2 separate regions of the Mus musculus genome follow, and region 1 is linked to region 2. Evidence: chromatin contacts called from public Hi-C data. All regions are on one chromosome and are shown on one strand. The core of a region is the stretch at or near the end of the contact, and the rest is flanking DNA. Distances in the headings are between cores, read along the strand shown. Region 1 has its middle 140 kb from the start of Dusp10. Region 2 has its middle 51 kb from the start of Dusp10.

The links. A called contact is a pair of places that touch in the nucleus more often than the background predicts.
Region 1: a contact with region 2 is called in a Hi-C map of muscle stem cells, with 2.0 times the contacts expected there. The contact joins two enhancer-like sites. A contact is called at or near these places in 1 of 15 datasets of contacts at CTCF or cohesin (the NIH/3T3 cell line), 11 of 484 Hi-C or Micro-C datasets (the AML12 cell line, the C2C12 cell line, the HL-1 cell line and 7 more) and 1 of 115 datasets of contacts at active chromatin or transcription factors (double positive thymocytes).

What each region holds. Positions count from the first base shown.
Region 1 is chr1:184,165,677-184,173,196 of GRCm38.p6, forward strand. No RefSeq gene overlaps it. Among named protein-coding and RNA genes, the nearest start is that of Dusp10, 140 kb to the left of the region's middle. Within about 2 kb of position 5,390, at least 13 of the 459 cell types and tissues checked have an H3K27ac peak or open chromatin away from gene starts, as enhancers often do. A contact at or near this core is called in muscle stem cells, where this site is marked.
Region 2 is chr1:184,081,534-184,089,408 of GRCm38.p6, forward strand. No RefSeq gene overlaps it. Among named protein-coding and RNA genes, the nearest start is that of Dusp10, 51 kb to the left of the region's middle. Within about 2 kb of position 3,523, at least 28 of the 459 cell types and tissues checked have an H3K27ac peak or open chromatin away from gene starts, as enhancers often do. A contact at or near this core is called in muscle stem cells, where this site is marked.

The DNA of each region.
Region 1 (7,520 bases), core at 4,140-6,639, 86 kb after region 2:
TCAATTCTTTAGGATGCTGTCTACCTTGCTTTTAGATACAGAGTCTTTCCCTTTTATCTAAAACCCATTGATCAGCCAATATGCTTAGCCTAGGGAGTGGCACATTAGTAGGTATGGCCTTCTTGGAGGAAGTGTGTCACTGTGGGAGAGGGCAATGAGACCCTCCTCCTAACCATATGAAGGCCAGTCTGCTCCTGGCTTTCTTTGGATGAAGATGTAGAACTCTCAACTCCTCCAGCACTATGCCTGCCTGGATGCTGCTATGCTTCCCATCATGATGATAATGGACTGGACCTCAGAACTGTAAGCCAGCCCCAATTAAATGTTGTTCTTTATACAAGTTGCCTTGGTCATAGTGTCTCTTCACAGCAATGAAAACCCTAACCAAGACAGAAGTTGATACCAGGAGTGGGGTATTGCTGTGATAGACCTGACCATGTTTTTGTTCGGAAGAATGTGGATTTGGGGACATTTATTTGGAAATCCATGAAATGTTTTAAGTGGGACTTAATGGGGCATCTTAGTAGGTGCTGAGGGTAATTTGAACTGTGTAGACCTGCTAGCCCAAGAGGTTTCAATGGAGAAGAGAGTTAGTGTGATCTAGAAATTGTTTTTGTGATATTTTGGTGAAGAACATGGCTGCTTTTTGCCAACGTTTGAAGAATCTGCCTGAGGCTAAGGGGAAGATTTAGAATTGCTTGGACAAAGGAAGTTTCAAAACAGCCTGGTATAAACTCTATTGTGTGATTGCTAAAGTTCACTTCTATGAAAAGCGTTTTAATAAAAAGGACCAAGCTGAGAAAGGAAAAATATAAAATGTATGGCTCAAATAATAAAGGGGCACCAGGAAGCCAGGAGCAGAGTGTCTCTCACATGGTTGGAAGGAGGGTCACATTGCTCATCCCCACAAAGACACACTTTCTTCAACAAGGCCACAACTCCTCCTACAAGGCCACATCTACTAATAGTGCCACTCCCCGTGCCAAGCATATTCAAACCACCACTCACAGAGACCCACCTATCTCTATGTACTGAATACTGGTTGTAAACATTCACTGTACACACTCACTACCACCCCCCCCCCCACACACACACACACTTGGACACAAGGAGGTGTATTCTTGACAACTGAACTCAGGTCTTCATGCTTGCACAACAAGTACTTTGCTCACTCAGCTGTCACCCCAGCTCCCTAAAGGAACCTTGAGTAATGTGGAACAGTGGGAAATTAGACTGAAAAGCACCATGAGATTGCATATCCTCCCACCCCAGACCCCAGACAACTTTATAGAAAAGGCGGTTACAGACACAGGAAGTGCATAGTCCAGTGTTACAAAGGTGAGCTCATACTAGAGATTTGGAATTGTAACTCTGGTCTCCTGACTTTTAAAGCTGGACTCTCCCTTCAGGACTCCTTAGCTGAGTCAGAGTACACCCAGGGAAGTCAAGTCTTGTTTCATAGTTCCAAAAGAATTCAGATTGTTAGAGGGGATGACTCATACACGTGACTCCTCCAGAATTTGGATAAAACAACCAGGGACATTGAGGAACTCTTCAGAGTCATATTCCTAGTGACAAGCTAGGACCAAAACAGACTTCCTGTCTCATCCACTGTTCTTCCAAGGCAAAGCTGTTTTCTATTCTGAGTGTTATATCATGTCTTTGTTTATGGCTTCCATATCATTGAACATAGATAGCTAGGGTCCATGGCTATTCCAAAAGAAGTTAAGAAACACTAGGACACTGTGAAGGGGATTATCTGTGCTCCCATATTCCATTTGGAAAGCGCATTAGTTGTCTTTGATATGTTCTCACTTACCTATGGGTGGTGTTATTAGTGATGACCAGCCCAAAACTTCACTGAAGAGATCTTGTTAAATGTCAAGATTTGGCTAAAGTCTACTTCAGTCTGTATCTTACCCAGTGTGAGGAACTGGACGTGTTTAAAAGCTAAATATTTTCAATGGGTTAAATTACATTACATTGGACAAAGTCACATCCTTGGAGGAAGGTGCTTTATAGAATGTGCGCTTGTCAGAAATGTAAAACATCGTGTATTTATTGATAAACTATGTTGCCTGACTCATCCTTTTTCTTTCTCTTCTCCCCTTCTTTTATTTTTGAAACATAGTCTTATTCTATAATCCGGGTCAGTCTCAGGCTTACTATCTAGCCTAAACTGGCCTTAATATTACAACAATCTCCCTACCTCAGCCTCCCAAGTGTTGGGATTACAGGGACATACCATCAAACATGGGTCTAATTATTCCTTTAAAAAAAACCTTTTTGAAATGTACAATTTTAAAAAATTTTAGCTATGAAAAATGGAGGCGATATGTAAAAGTTCAGTTGGAGGAACTTGAGAAGACGTGCTCAAGGCAAAACTATGTCTCTGTCATCCTGGGCTACTGTAGACACTCACATTCATCCTGGTAAAATTCAGCCTCATTCTCTAAATTTGTTGACCACTCCTGGTTCAAATATGCCTTCTGATCTGGTCCCTGCCCCACCGACAGTATATTTCTATCCCAGGATCTTACATGTTGTTTTTCTTGTTCCTATTTCTGACTAGGGCGAGATTGGAGCAGGAATTCAGTGTTGTTCACTGGTCCTTCTATGATTATAAATAACAATTTCAAGGAGATGGTTTGGCCTCAAATATTGATTGCTTGAATACAGTTTTAGCAAAAGAGCAAATGTCACCAGTTGATAGTAATTAACATGAATCTCTGTGTTTCTAATCACTGGGATATGAACAGAGTTGTCTTAAGGACTTTCCATGGTGGCTCAGCTTTAGTATACAGCCCATAAAAATCCAAATATTCTAAGAACAAAAGCACAACAGAAAAAAGTTAGGAAAAAGTGCTGTACCATGGCATTCCCTTCTCATTAAACTCCAGAAATATAAACTCTCCATCATTTGGGGAATCAGAGGGAGATAATGGTCCAATCTCAGCAAACAGTGCTATTAAAAACACAAACAACCGAACTCAGTGTGCCTTTTAGTTTCCCCTGTGACTCCAATTAAGATCACATCAATTAAGTGAACTTATCATTTTGTATCATGGAGCATTTGAAAATTGCATCAAATTTGAGTTGGCATTTTCTTCCTTCCATGATAAGAAATGCATCTAATTGCACCACCCTGATTGCATATCTAGTTCTTAGGCAGCTGCACAAACACCGTGAGCAATATAGGAAAAAAAAAAAAAAACCACAACAACAGGAGAAATGTACAGAGGCTACCACCAACAGAAACATTTCTAAGACAGAATATCCCATGGGTCATCAATTCTGATTGAGATGACTCAGCCATATAGATCCGGAGGGGCGGGCATGCAGGAGATAATGTGAAGATTATGAGCCCCTTCCTGGCACATAGCAAGTCCTTATTTAGAGCTTTTGTTCCTAGAACCTTAAATGAACTTCCCTAGTGACAACTCTGGACGGCTGAGACAACTCTCACTCTCAGCAAGATGGATAGATTTATCCCATGCTGGACCATCTAGCACAGCTGTCTCTGGGATGGGATCAAGACAGGTGATGGGCAGCTGTCTGTTCATCATCCTTGGGAAAGTGGTCTAATATCTGTTGGTACCACCCTTCTGCAAACCTCACAGAGTACCTGGGTGATTTCTGAAGTAGACTAACACAACTTCTCCATGTGGGTAAATTGCACAGGATAACCGAGGTTCCCCTTTGGGCCCACGTGTTCACAGCTAAGAGCTTGGACTATGTGGTCAAGGCTAATAAAATTCTGGCCCTGGCTCAGACTATGTTTCACAAGCTTGAGGAAGCTCCCTCATGTCTCTATGCTTTGCAGTAGCCGAGAGTGAACAATGGTAAAACGTGGGCTTAGTATGCATAAGGCTCTGGGTCTATTCCAAGCTCCCTAAAACAAATGACATGGAAAAAAAAATCATTCTCGCTGCTCTGTGGGGATGATGTGAGAGGGAAATGCAGGCTGCTCTTTCAGCACATTAGAAGCACATTAACTCTCAGTAAATAATAGCTGCTGTTCTGACTGTTTTCCCTGTGTACCTCTTGCAGCTTTCAGATTGACTTGTACACAATCCATGTGCGAAGGGATCTCAAAAACCAGCTGGTACCCAGATTACAATCTCCTCCTTTCCCTAATAATGCTTTCAAGAGAAGTGCTAGACTCAGAGATGTAAGTATCAATGGTCCTTGTGTGTCTGTGTGTCTGTATGTCTCTGTGTGTGTGTGTGTGTGTGTCTGTGTGTGTGTCTGTGTGTACATGTATGTGTGGGGTGCTCTCACCCTCTTTCTTCTGCTATGCCTTGCTTCCTATAAAAGAGGAAAGAATGTGAGCAAAGGAAAAGGCACAAAGGAGGGCTGAACCTTAACTGGTTGGGTGAAGAGTTGATTTGCTGGTAAGGCCAAGTTGCTTTGCAGTCTTCTACATACTATAGTATTTGTGCAATGCCATTTTACAAAGTGCTATAAGTTTGTTTGTTGACATTGTTTATTATATATGTTTCTAATGATGTATGCACTGAGAGTATGAACTTGACTCTTGAACATGCAAGCCTTCTCTTCTCACCACCTCGGCTCTTCTCTCTTTGTTCATCTTCCTTCCCTCCCTCCCTCCCTGACCCCTGTCTCCCTGCTTTCCTCTCTTCCTCCCTTCTGTCTTCCTTCCTTCTCCTGTCACTTGCTGTCCTTCTCTTTCTCCAGTCCTCCTCTTTCTCACCTTTTTTTTCTAACCTTAAAACAATAATATAAATCAGATTTGGCAGCAGCAGCTTAAAAAAAACTTTCACAGTGACAATGGAGGCATTCTAGTTGTTAAACTTTCAGCAGCCAGGCGTTGTGGTGCACACCTTTAATCCCAGCACTCGGTAGGCAGAGGCAGGTGGATTTCTAAGTTCGAGGCTAGCCTGGTCTACAAAGTGAGTTCCAGGACAGCCAGGGCTACACAGAGAAACCCTGTCTCTAAAAACCAAACCAAACCAAACCAAACCAAAATGAAACAAAACAAAACCAAAAAAAAAAAAAAATTAAGCAACACCTAAGTTTGAGGGGTGAAGGTTCCAGGAATCTCTCTAGCCTTCTCTGCTCCTCCTCTGTCTAGCCTGTACCTGTCAGGTTTGCACATCATTTTAAATCTTCCATGTGTACTGCACATAAATGCGTGTATGGTTATGCATTCATTGCATGGTTGTCAACTTTTATTTTAAATAACAAACTGGAAAACCTTTTTCCTTCCTGGAAAGCAGTTGTAAGTACTGCCACGAGAAGTCAGAGTTTGAGTCTGAGCTGCTGGGCAAGAGCATGCAGCATGGGTGTCCTTGTCTGAAGGCCACGGGTCACAGTGATCTTCATATAGCCCTAGCCCCAACCCAGGTGACCTCATGTGCCCACAAGTACAGTAACAGCACAGGCAGGCCGGTGGTAGCTGCTGGCTGAGCCTGCTGCTGACAGGTGCAAGGGCCATGTATCACATGAGTCCACTAAAAATAGGTCTGAGAAAAGGAAGGGTCCCAAGCCCAGCTTATAATAGATGCTCACCTTGTGAACACTCACTGTCAGCAACAGAATTTCAACACAGTAACTCCCATGCCCACACTGACAGCTGTGTTAAGCTCCTTGAAGAATCAGTTAGTTTTGGTCAGAATAATAAATTTGCACTATCTCAAAGAGTGTTAATATGGAGTTTTTTTTTCCAAAGGGGGGAAGGAGAGGGGACAGACCCATCTGGCTGGAGGAGAGCTGTCTTTTTCAGTAGTCCCAGGCGAGTGTCTCCTGTCAGCCTTTGTTACGTGTGACCTTGTGATTATTTGGGAAACTCCTAGAAACATTAGGATTTCAGTCTGTCCTTGAGAAAATAAAACATTGTCCCCTTCCTGGGTTCCATTTTCATGATGAAAGAGGAACACTCTTCTGCAGGAGTTGATTTATCAGAATGAATTTCAAAACCAGAGTCATTAAACGAATTTTTTTTTTTCATTTCCTACCCAGGCTGGAATGAGTCGCTCACATTGATGTAATCAGAGAATCCAGGAGCAGGGAGCAGTCGATGGAGCTGGGACTGTCCTGTCCCCAAGGATGGTGGCAGCTTGAGAAAGTTCTACTGTGCTCTGTCCTAGTGTGCGGGGGCAGGCCTTACACAGTGGGAGCCTATAAGTGGTGCTATCCCTTGGACACATTCCAAATCATTTCCCCGCTTTGATAACCCAGTTTGGAACTGGCACACTGCTAAGACGGCTTTTTTTTTTTTTTTTTTTTTTTTTTGCTAAAGACCCAAGAGGATCAGGCAGTCTGATGCCTGGCTATCATTTGGAATTACAGACGATAGAATGTCAATATCAAAATAGTGTCACCTTAATCATTCCAAGAGACTTCTGCCCAAGAGACTTCTGCTTTAGTCTTTAGGCTAGTTATTTTTCTACAAAAGGGTCTGCTTGTTTTGGGGGAGGGGGTGGTGTTCATCTATTTCTGCATCTTGGAATGTGTGTTTGTGTGTGTGTGTTCAGGTGCATGTGTAAGCACGTTCATTCAGAGAACAGAGGATAACCTTGGGCGTTATTACTCAGATAGCTGCCTATCTTATTTTGGTTTTTTTTGCTTTTTTTGTTTTTTGTTTTTTGTTTTTACATGAAATCTCTCATCAATTAGGCAAGGCTGGCTGGGCAGCAGGCCCGAGGAGTCTACTGTCTCCACCTCCCCAGCTCCATGATTACAAGTGTATGTGCACCACCACTCTTGGCATATGGAAGTGGGCTGTAGGGACTAATCTCGAATATCTGTGCCTTTGACAAAACTCTGCAGCTGGGAATTTGATTATTTTCTTCTTAAAGGTAGGATGTTGTCATGGTACCCAGGCTTGCCTGGAATACAGGCTCAAGGGATCCTCCTTCAGTAGCCTGATGAAACTGGGATGATGGCAGGGATTATCAGAGCACAGGATACTTTTTGTAAGACTGGTTTGCCTAAAGGACAAGGGATCATAACAATTAAACATGAACTATTTGTATAGGAGTAGAAGACACCGGAATCACGTAAGAGCGACAAATTTTAGGCCACAGTGTAAATTATCCATGAAAACTTGCTCAATAATTCAGATCCACTTTTGAACTCTACTTCATTGTAATTCTGCATTTCAATTTGTTACTTACATTGTCTTGTAGTTTTTTTCTTAGTTATATAATTTTATGCTTCACCCTCCCTCCACAAATTGGATGTATAAGTCTCTTAACAGAAGTCACTACAAATTCTGCCTTGGATACTTCTGTGGGGTCTTTAGTAGATTTTTCTGGTTATGTTGGCCAATGTTGACTTCATATGTTGAATGTAGGCACATGCACTCTCTTCTCACCTCAGCAGGACCCTTCTCACACTCTGGTGGCCTCTGTGTCACACATGCCCTTCCCACAGGGAGGCAGAGCTGGCAGGCAGAGCCCTGGGAGCTATCTCTACTTCATACTGTCTCTGACCTGTGCCTCCAGACTTTCCACTCTACCTTCCAAGTCACAGTCAGTTCCTGCAGAGGGGAATCC
Region 2 (7,875 bases), core at 2,273-4,772:
GGTGCTCTTACCCACTGAGCCATCTCACCAGCCCCTTGTTATATTTATATGAGTACACTGTAACTGTTTTCAGACACACCAGAAGAGGGCATCAGATCCTATTATAGATGGTTGTGAGCCACCATGTGATTGCTGGGAATTGAACTCAGGACCCCTGGAAGAGCACTCAGTGCTTTTAGCCATCTCTCTAGCTCCCTACTAGCATTCTTAAAACCACTAGACGTCTATACATTCACTGGTGATAAGCCCCTGAGTGTTTCAGAATGTGTTTCTCAACCTTTTCATTACTAAGTAGAAGATAGATAGGTTAAGAGCCAAGCTAAGCTCATTGAGAAAGAGATGACTCAGGTACCCATGGTCTCTGACAAATCCCTGTGTTATCTCAGCAGCATATCTACATCAGTTATTTCATTGTGCTCATCAGGCACAGTGAGTGCTATCATCCATGCATGGTGTCTGAGGGGATGGATACACACCTACGATCCCTGTGTACTCAATTATGATACAGGGATATCAAGTTGAAATGGACCTAAGGTAGGATAGTGATGGTTACAATATTATTCATTCTGAAGGCAAACTGCTTCTAATGGCCTTAACTTGTGCTTCAGAAACATTTTATGTAAGGGAATAATAAGTAATGTAGGATTAGAAGGTGATATAGGCTGGCTAGCGAGGCTACTCTAGAGTTGGAGTACAATTACAGTCATAGACAATATGTAGAGGAATGGGAGTAACTATATACTGTAAATACAGCCATCTGGATTTCGTCCATGCTCTATAAATAGCTAGTTCCTGGTCTTTTTAAACAGGTATACAACAGCCATAGAGAGCTAAACATTTGCTTTACCAATAGGTACTTATGGGTTACCAGAGCCATGTTGAGTGGCTCCATTAATCAAACCATGTCTGGTATAACATCTGTAACAGAAACCAACAACTGAAAGACATCTTTAAAACCTACTGTTCCTTAAATTCATCTCTTTTTTTGTGTAGGACAAATTATTGCAATAAAGGAGGAACATGTAAGGAATGCCATCTTTGCGTTTTGTCTCAGTTCCTGTCGCTGTCACTAATCTGTTCCATTCTTTAAGAGATCAGCATTGCTCTTGTGTTTGCTACCTTAGTAACTTGTAGCTTCATAACAAACTATATCAAAACCTAGTGGCATAAAAGAATTCAAATTGTTGGGTTTGTTAATGAATTTGTTTCAAGTGTGTTCAACAGACAGGTCACTTGAACTATAAACTCAGAACCAGAAGTGAGGCAGCTTGTTGGGGCTGGAGAATGTGTTTCCAAGGCCTTGCAAGTGCTTTTCTAACTGACTGGGAATTCAGCCAGGGTTGTCCACTAAATACCTTGGATCCTCTCCTCGAGGATGCTTGGGCTTTCTCATGGTAGCTGCTTTCCAAGTGACTGAGATGAAAGTTGCAAAGCTTCTAAAATCGTATAAACACGGATGTCTCAGATCACTTCTGCAAAATCCTGTTACTAAATAATTTACAAGCTCAAGTTCAAATTCAAGGAGAAAGCAATTGGATTCTACCTCTTAATAGCAAGAATAGCCAAGGATCTGCAAACATTCTTATCACACTGTAGCCCCCTTTGCACAACCAAATCAGTATGTGAAAAATAGTTTACAGGAGGCAGGGCTGTTGGAATGACAGTAAGTCAGGCAATGACATCAGCTTCCTCCAAATATTGCTTCAAATAGTGTTGTAATTCAAAGCTAAAGTTGAACTGTTTTTTTTTTTTTCTCCTCCCAAACCAAGCCCTGAGGATAAGGATAAAGATCACAAGGGGAAGGTCGCATCAGCTGATGACTGCCGCCCTCCTGCTTCTGATGGTATGCCAGCTCTCAAGGCCACACGACTCACAGTCTTGTCTCATCCAAATTGTATTTGGACAGTATACTACATTTTTAAAGTTACTGATCTAAGAGGCATGCGATACTCCATAATTCGTGCCCAAATCCCTGGGCATCGTTGTGACCTTTAGCTTGCTATATTTCAACGAGAAACATGAATGCACCCAAAGACAGACAGACAGACAGACAAACAAATAAGGAACATTATGTGGATCTGTCCTGTCTCTACATATCATGTGATGCCTAAGGATTTGGGAACCAAAATATAGGTCTGCCATTGGCTTTTGGATTGATCCCTTGCCGTCACTGGGAGATAACTGTCAGATGTGTCTTCTGGCGGGGGGGAGGGTGTCTCAATTTTTTTTTATTAACCCATTGTGTGACAGTTGAATTAAGCTTTAATTTCTCTTTGTCTTGTTTTGTTTTTTGTTTTTGTTTTTCTGAAGCAGATCTCAAGGTAGGGGTTTTAAAAGAAGCAGCTGATGAAATGATCCAATAAAACTGGCAAGGGAGAGTAGAACTGAGGCCAAGATGGAGGGAAAGGGATGGATAAACAAATTGGAAAGTAAGATCTTGTTTCCAATGTAGAAAGTGAAAGAATTATCCTAGTGAGGGTGGGAGCTGTTGCATTTGTTCATCAAGGTTCCTTAAGTAGACAGATGATGGATGCCAGTCCCAGTACTTCCAGTCTTCTTAGAGGGAAGCCACAGAGGCCAGAGGAAGTCCTCAGGGAATCAGAACCACCCACACTTCGTCCTAGGAATCATAAGTGATACAAAAATGAACTGAACATGAGTGTCTGGGCTATAGGCCTTACAGCAAGTAGAGTTCCTCTGAGCCCTTCACTTCTGACCACTTTCCCAGTCCCATTGAAAAGGATAAGGAGAGGACTTGTGGGAGGATAAGGATGGGTTGTGTAGGAAACAGATCTTGTCTGCTTCTTTCCTTTCTTCTTGAACTCAAAGACATGATTTCTTACCAGCTGGACTCTGAACCCTTTATTCTTTCATGTCCTGTCTTTTTCACCCTCTCACTTTTCTTTTTTATTGAAAGAGTTAAACTTGCTGAAAACCCAGTGGGCTTCTGAAGAGTCTCTAGTCTCTAGTGTTGCCTTCCTACGTTCCCACCCTAGGCCTCAGATTCTTCAGTTTCTCACTCATCCCACACCCATTCCCTTCGTCTGGCCGGTGTGCTTTCGGTAACTTAGATGTCTGTTTGGCAATATTGAAAGAGGGTAAATGGGGAAATGGGCTGAAAAAGAATTCATCAGAAAAAAACACTCTAGGTTTGGTACTAAACTCAGACCGAAGTCTTGCTCATCAGGCTGCTGAGCACTCCACAGGCATGCATATCAGATTGATGATTACTTTAAGAAATGATTAAATTATAATTATTTCCTCATGACTCAAGTGTGGATGAATGTGAAGTTTAAAGAGAAGCATGAAAACCCCAGTCAATGATCTTTTCTTCATTATCACGTTCATCCTGCGATAGGCAGGGCTTTGCCTCTGGGTAAGTGCCCTCTGAAGCATGCTGGAAGATTAAATACCACACTTTTTTCTTATGAGTTTCTCTTGAATAATAGAAACTCAAGTCATGAATGCCATGTATCATTTACTAAGTCATCTCGCTCTTCTCTGAGTCTTATTTGCCTACATCACATTTTTAGAGGATGAAGTGAGCTAATGAGCTCATATGAGCAAAGTATGTAGCAAGTGACTAATACAGAACTAGGAGTCGGACAAATGTCACTCCTCCAAGTTGAAACTCAATGAGACACTCATCCAACCTCATAGATACTTCTGACTCATGGGCGGGCCACTGGGCAGAAGTTCAAGTGACTGGTCATCAACAAAGAGACCAAGACAAAGGCTCAAAGAAAAGAACATGAGGCTTCATCCATAAGTGAACCAAAGTTTAATATATATATGTATATATATATATATATATACATATATATATATACATATATATATATTTCATATATATATGAAAATCTTCAGCAACACATTGTTTTTCTTAGTCTGGAGGTGACTGCTTCAAGTTCTCATGGGAGTGATTTTTCCCAATGCTTCAGCATTTATCCGCTCAACAACACTTACTTCATTTTTATATTGTTGTAGCCCAATGTATAGCCAGGCTGATCACACTCTTGAGAGGGCCCCCACAGAGTACCAAACAGTGTGTTAGAGTACATAATTCCAAAGGATGTGCTCTGCCTCATCAGCTCCTTGATGGTCATATTGCTCATCATTTTATTACTATCCAGTAAAAAGAGAGCATCTTTCCCCCATTAGTGAACCTCATCTAAAACAGTTGTCAGCTTACAAAATTCTGGAATATTTAACTGTTAGCTCAGTGGAGCTCTGTCAGCTTTCATGGGCCAATGTATTTATGTGTGATTGAATGAAATAGCTATTGTAAGTTTTCTGAGGCTATGGGAGCAGACAGAACTTTGTCTTTAAGTTGTTTCTGTCCTTTCCTGTTCTGCAAGGGAGGGTTGGAAGTAAGATGAAGGAAAGTATTAGAACTGAAGCAAAATAATTAAGTTGGGATCGTAAGCTCTGTATTTTAATGGCTTTTTATTAAAAAAAAACAAGTTTATAACACTTTTATAAATACCTCCTTTAAATTCAGAAGGATTTGTGACGAAAAAAGAGCAACTACATTAGAATTTTATTCATAAAAATTGTACATTAGAAATTTACTCGTGAGTATAATTTAGTACATGTGAGGTAAATTTATTGGAAATGGAAGTGCTAAAAGACTCAGGAATATTTTAATGACGTATTTTTGACAAAGGATGTCCAAGGGCATGGGTCTTCAAGGGAGCACTAAAAATAGGTGTTAATGGAGTTTCACATAATGGCTAGGGACACAGGGGACAAAGTCATCAGGGATCAGGCTAATGGAAATCACCAGCTCCTCATTCTAGTCCAACACCCTTTTAAGATGTATTTTAAATGACATGGTTCTGGGACTCCAATAAAAGACAAAATCTCCTGTTATGACATCTAGTAAGATGGCAGTTAGGGAGTGAGGCTCATCCCCTCCGATCCAGAGACAGGATGTCCATGGCCAAGTAAGGGGAAGACCAGCAGCATGGGAAGCTATAAACACAGGGGCCCTTCCCCTGAAGGTTTTGAATCACAGAGATTACAATACAGCTTCAGGGTTGCATTGAGCCCCCAAACCCATGAGCAATTCTGCACATGTGTTTTAGCGTGTTCATCACTGTTGTGGATAGCCCTGGGGCTAATTGCATTTGATTCCTGTAAACCTTCTTCCCACCTTAATTTGTAAATAAAGGCTAGAGCCAGTGATTGGGCAAAAAAAGAGGGGAAGATGCAGCTGAAGTTTCTGGGAGAGAAATAGAAGGGGAGAGAGGATGATGGAGGACAGAGGAGGAGGTGGAAGGAAAGCAGAGCAGAAGCACCTGGCCTGGAGAAACCGCAGGTTCTAAGGGGTCTCATAGAGGTGGAAGATGGTAGTGTAGCGGTAGATCTGTCCAATCTAGGCGCACAGCATGTAATCATATGAACTGTGTTGTGTTTTCACTGCCCGGGCTTATTTGGGTTGGGGATTTACTGCAACACATCACAGTAATGGTATCTTCACCTCTCATCAAATTTCCCAATGTCCTCTGAACCAAATGGGTAAGGAAATGCTTGCCCAGAGAGATGCTTTGAGAGAGGAATTTGGTGCTATTCCTGAAAACATAGCCCAAATCTCATTTATCCCTGGCATGTTTGGTGTTTTCCTTCTCTTCCAGTTTCAACAAGAGTAGCAGAAAGTATATACAGCCAACTTTGGGGAAAGACCTGGGTTCAGATCTGTTGCCTCTACTTTGCAGTAGGGCGCTTGGGTACAAGTTGCTGATTTTCTCTACTCTTCTGTTGCTCAGGTTCCCCATGCCTCAAATGATGATAACAGCAGTGAGTGGTGCATCCTTGGTCTAGAGGCACACAGAGCCTCACCAAACTCATCTCCCTCCACATCATCCACCATGCCTTTTCTTTCCCCCAAGTCTTTGCTCAGGCTAGTGTAATAGCAGCTTTTATTCACCTGAAGTAATTGTCATCTCCAAGGCTTAATACCTTCGCCTAACCTAGGCCTAGTCCTGGAAGCTTCTCACCTTCATACAGTCTTATTAGGCATAGAATGTTTTCAATCTCTGAGACTTACTGCTAAATAAGCTCACCTCTTCCTAGTTCTTTCTGATCTCTGTCTGGTGGGTTCAACTCAGCTGTTCTGGTTGAAAACTCCTCTGCAACATGACTGATTCAATCTCACTTCTCTGGGTTTCTCCTGGGTTGCTCTGCTTGGCCTCAAATTAATTTTGGCAATATATTTTAATCTTCTGGTTCCTTCTCATTCTCTGACTTGTTCTGTCTTCATCTACATCTAGCATATTATCTCTCTTCAATTTGTCTCTGTACCACTGTCCCAATAAAAATTGCCTCCTCTCTCTGCACTGCTCTCCTAAGCAGCCTCTCTTTCCTCTCTGATCTCGTGAGTTAGGCATAGTCCATTCTGTCAAATCTTTCTCTGATTCACCACTTTGTCTGCCACCCAATTAGACATTACTTTCAAACATTGATGCTTCTTTCTACAAACTAACTTTACCTTCATTGTTTGGGATTAAAGGTGTGTACTAAGGGTATGTCTGTATTCCAGCCATGGGGAATTACAGGGCGAAGGAATGAGACACACCACAATGAGAAATGGGTATTTTCAGTAAATAACACAATCTAGAGTTCACCTTATGATCAAATAGCCTGCAACAGGCTAGTCTCTTGCCTGGAAAGAATCCTATATTTGATCCTTCCCTTGACAACAATAGAGCTTTATCCAGCAAGCTCAGTTCAGATTCTCCACACCACTGATACTCCAGAAGCCATAAATCTGTATCTGTTTTATCTGACCCAGTGACGTGCTGAAGTTGGCTCAAAGTGACTAAAGAGAGCTGATTGCCAAATATTCTAGAATTTCTTGAGCTAGCAACTGCTGATAACTACTAGTTATACTCAAAATATTTACACTGTGGAAATTGGAAGATGCTACTAATTGGTACTTTTTTTTTTGAAAAGTGGTTTAACAAGAATCACTGCTTCCACGGGCTGGCGAGATGGCTCAGTGGTTAAGAGCACCGACTGCTCTTCCGAAGGTCTGGAGTTCAAATCCCAGCAACCACATGGTGGCTCACAACCATCCATAACGAAATCTGATGACCTCTTCTGGAGTGTCTGAAGACAGTTACAGTGTACTTACATATAATAAATAAATAAATCTTTAACAAACAAACAAAACCCCCAAAAAACAACAACAAAAAAAGAATCACTGCTTCCTATGCACTTCTTTTGTTGTGTGCATCACAATGTTAACCATGCAATCCTTCCATTACTTATGTTAGGTTTGCCTCTGCCTCCCTTATTAGCGTGGGGGTGGGGAGGCACAGGAAAGTTTTAAGTACTATTCCACTTGAGGTTAACAGTCAGTGAAATTGCCCTTCAAATGGTGTCACCAGTGTCTGCTACCTCTAGGCACTTTGCAGCTGAGAGCTTGTCACCTGGATGACTGTGGTTGCCTACCCTCGTGATTTCGTAAAATATAAAGAATTTGAATAATACAGCCCACATGACCACTCTGAAATGAAATAACTGAGCCGGCTCACCAGATGGGCCTCAGAGGTCTGAGCTCCAACACTTATCCTAGCCCTCAGAGTGACCGTCATGACCAGCAGGTCCCCCAAGTACCCAGAAAATGAGTGACTTCCTTTCCTTTTTCAGTGGGAGCCATTTTGCACCAATAATCCACTCCTGACACGAATGGCTCCTATCACTGAACAGAGGTCTGGCAAAACCAAGGGAAGTAGCATGCCTAGGAGCTTGGGTCCTCAGGGGGACCAGGTATATGGCTCTGGGAACACACTGAGCCATGTCCCCATCTCAAGCATCAGTCACTGACCTGTGATAAGTGGAGGACCACCCTCTAGAACAACATTAACCATA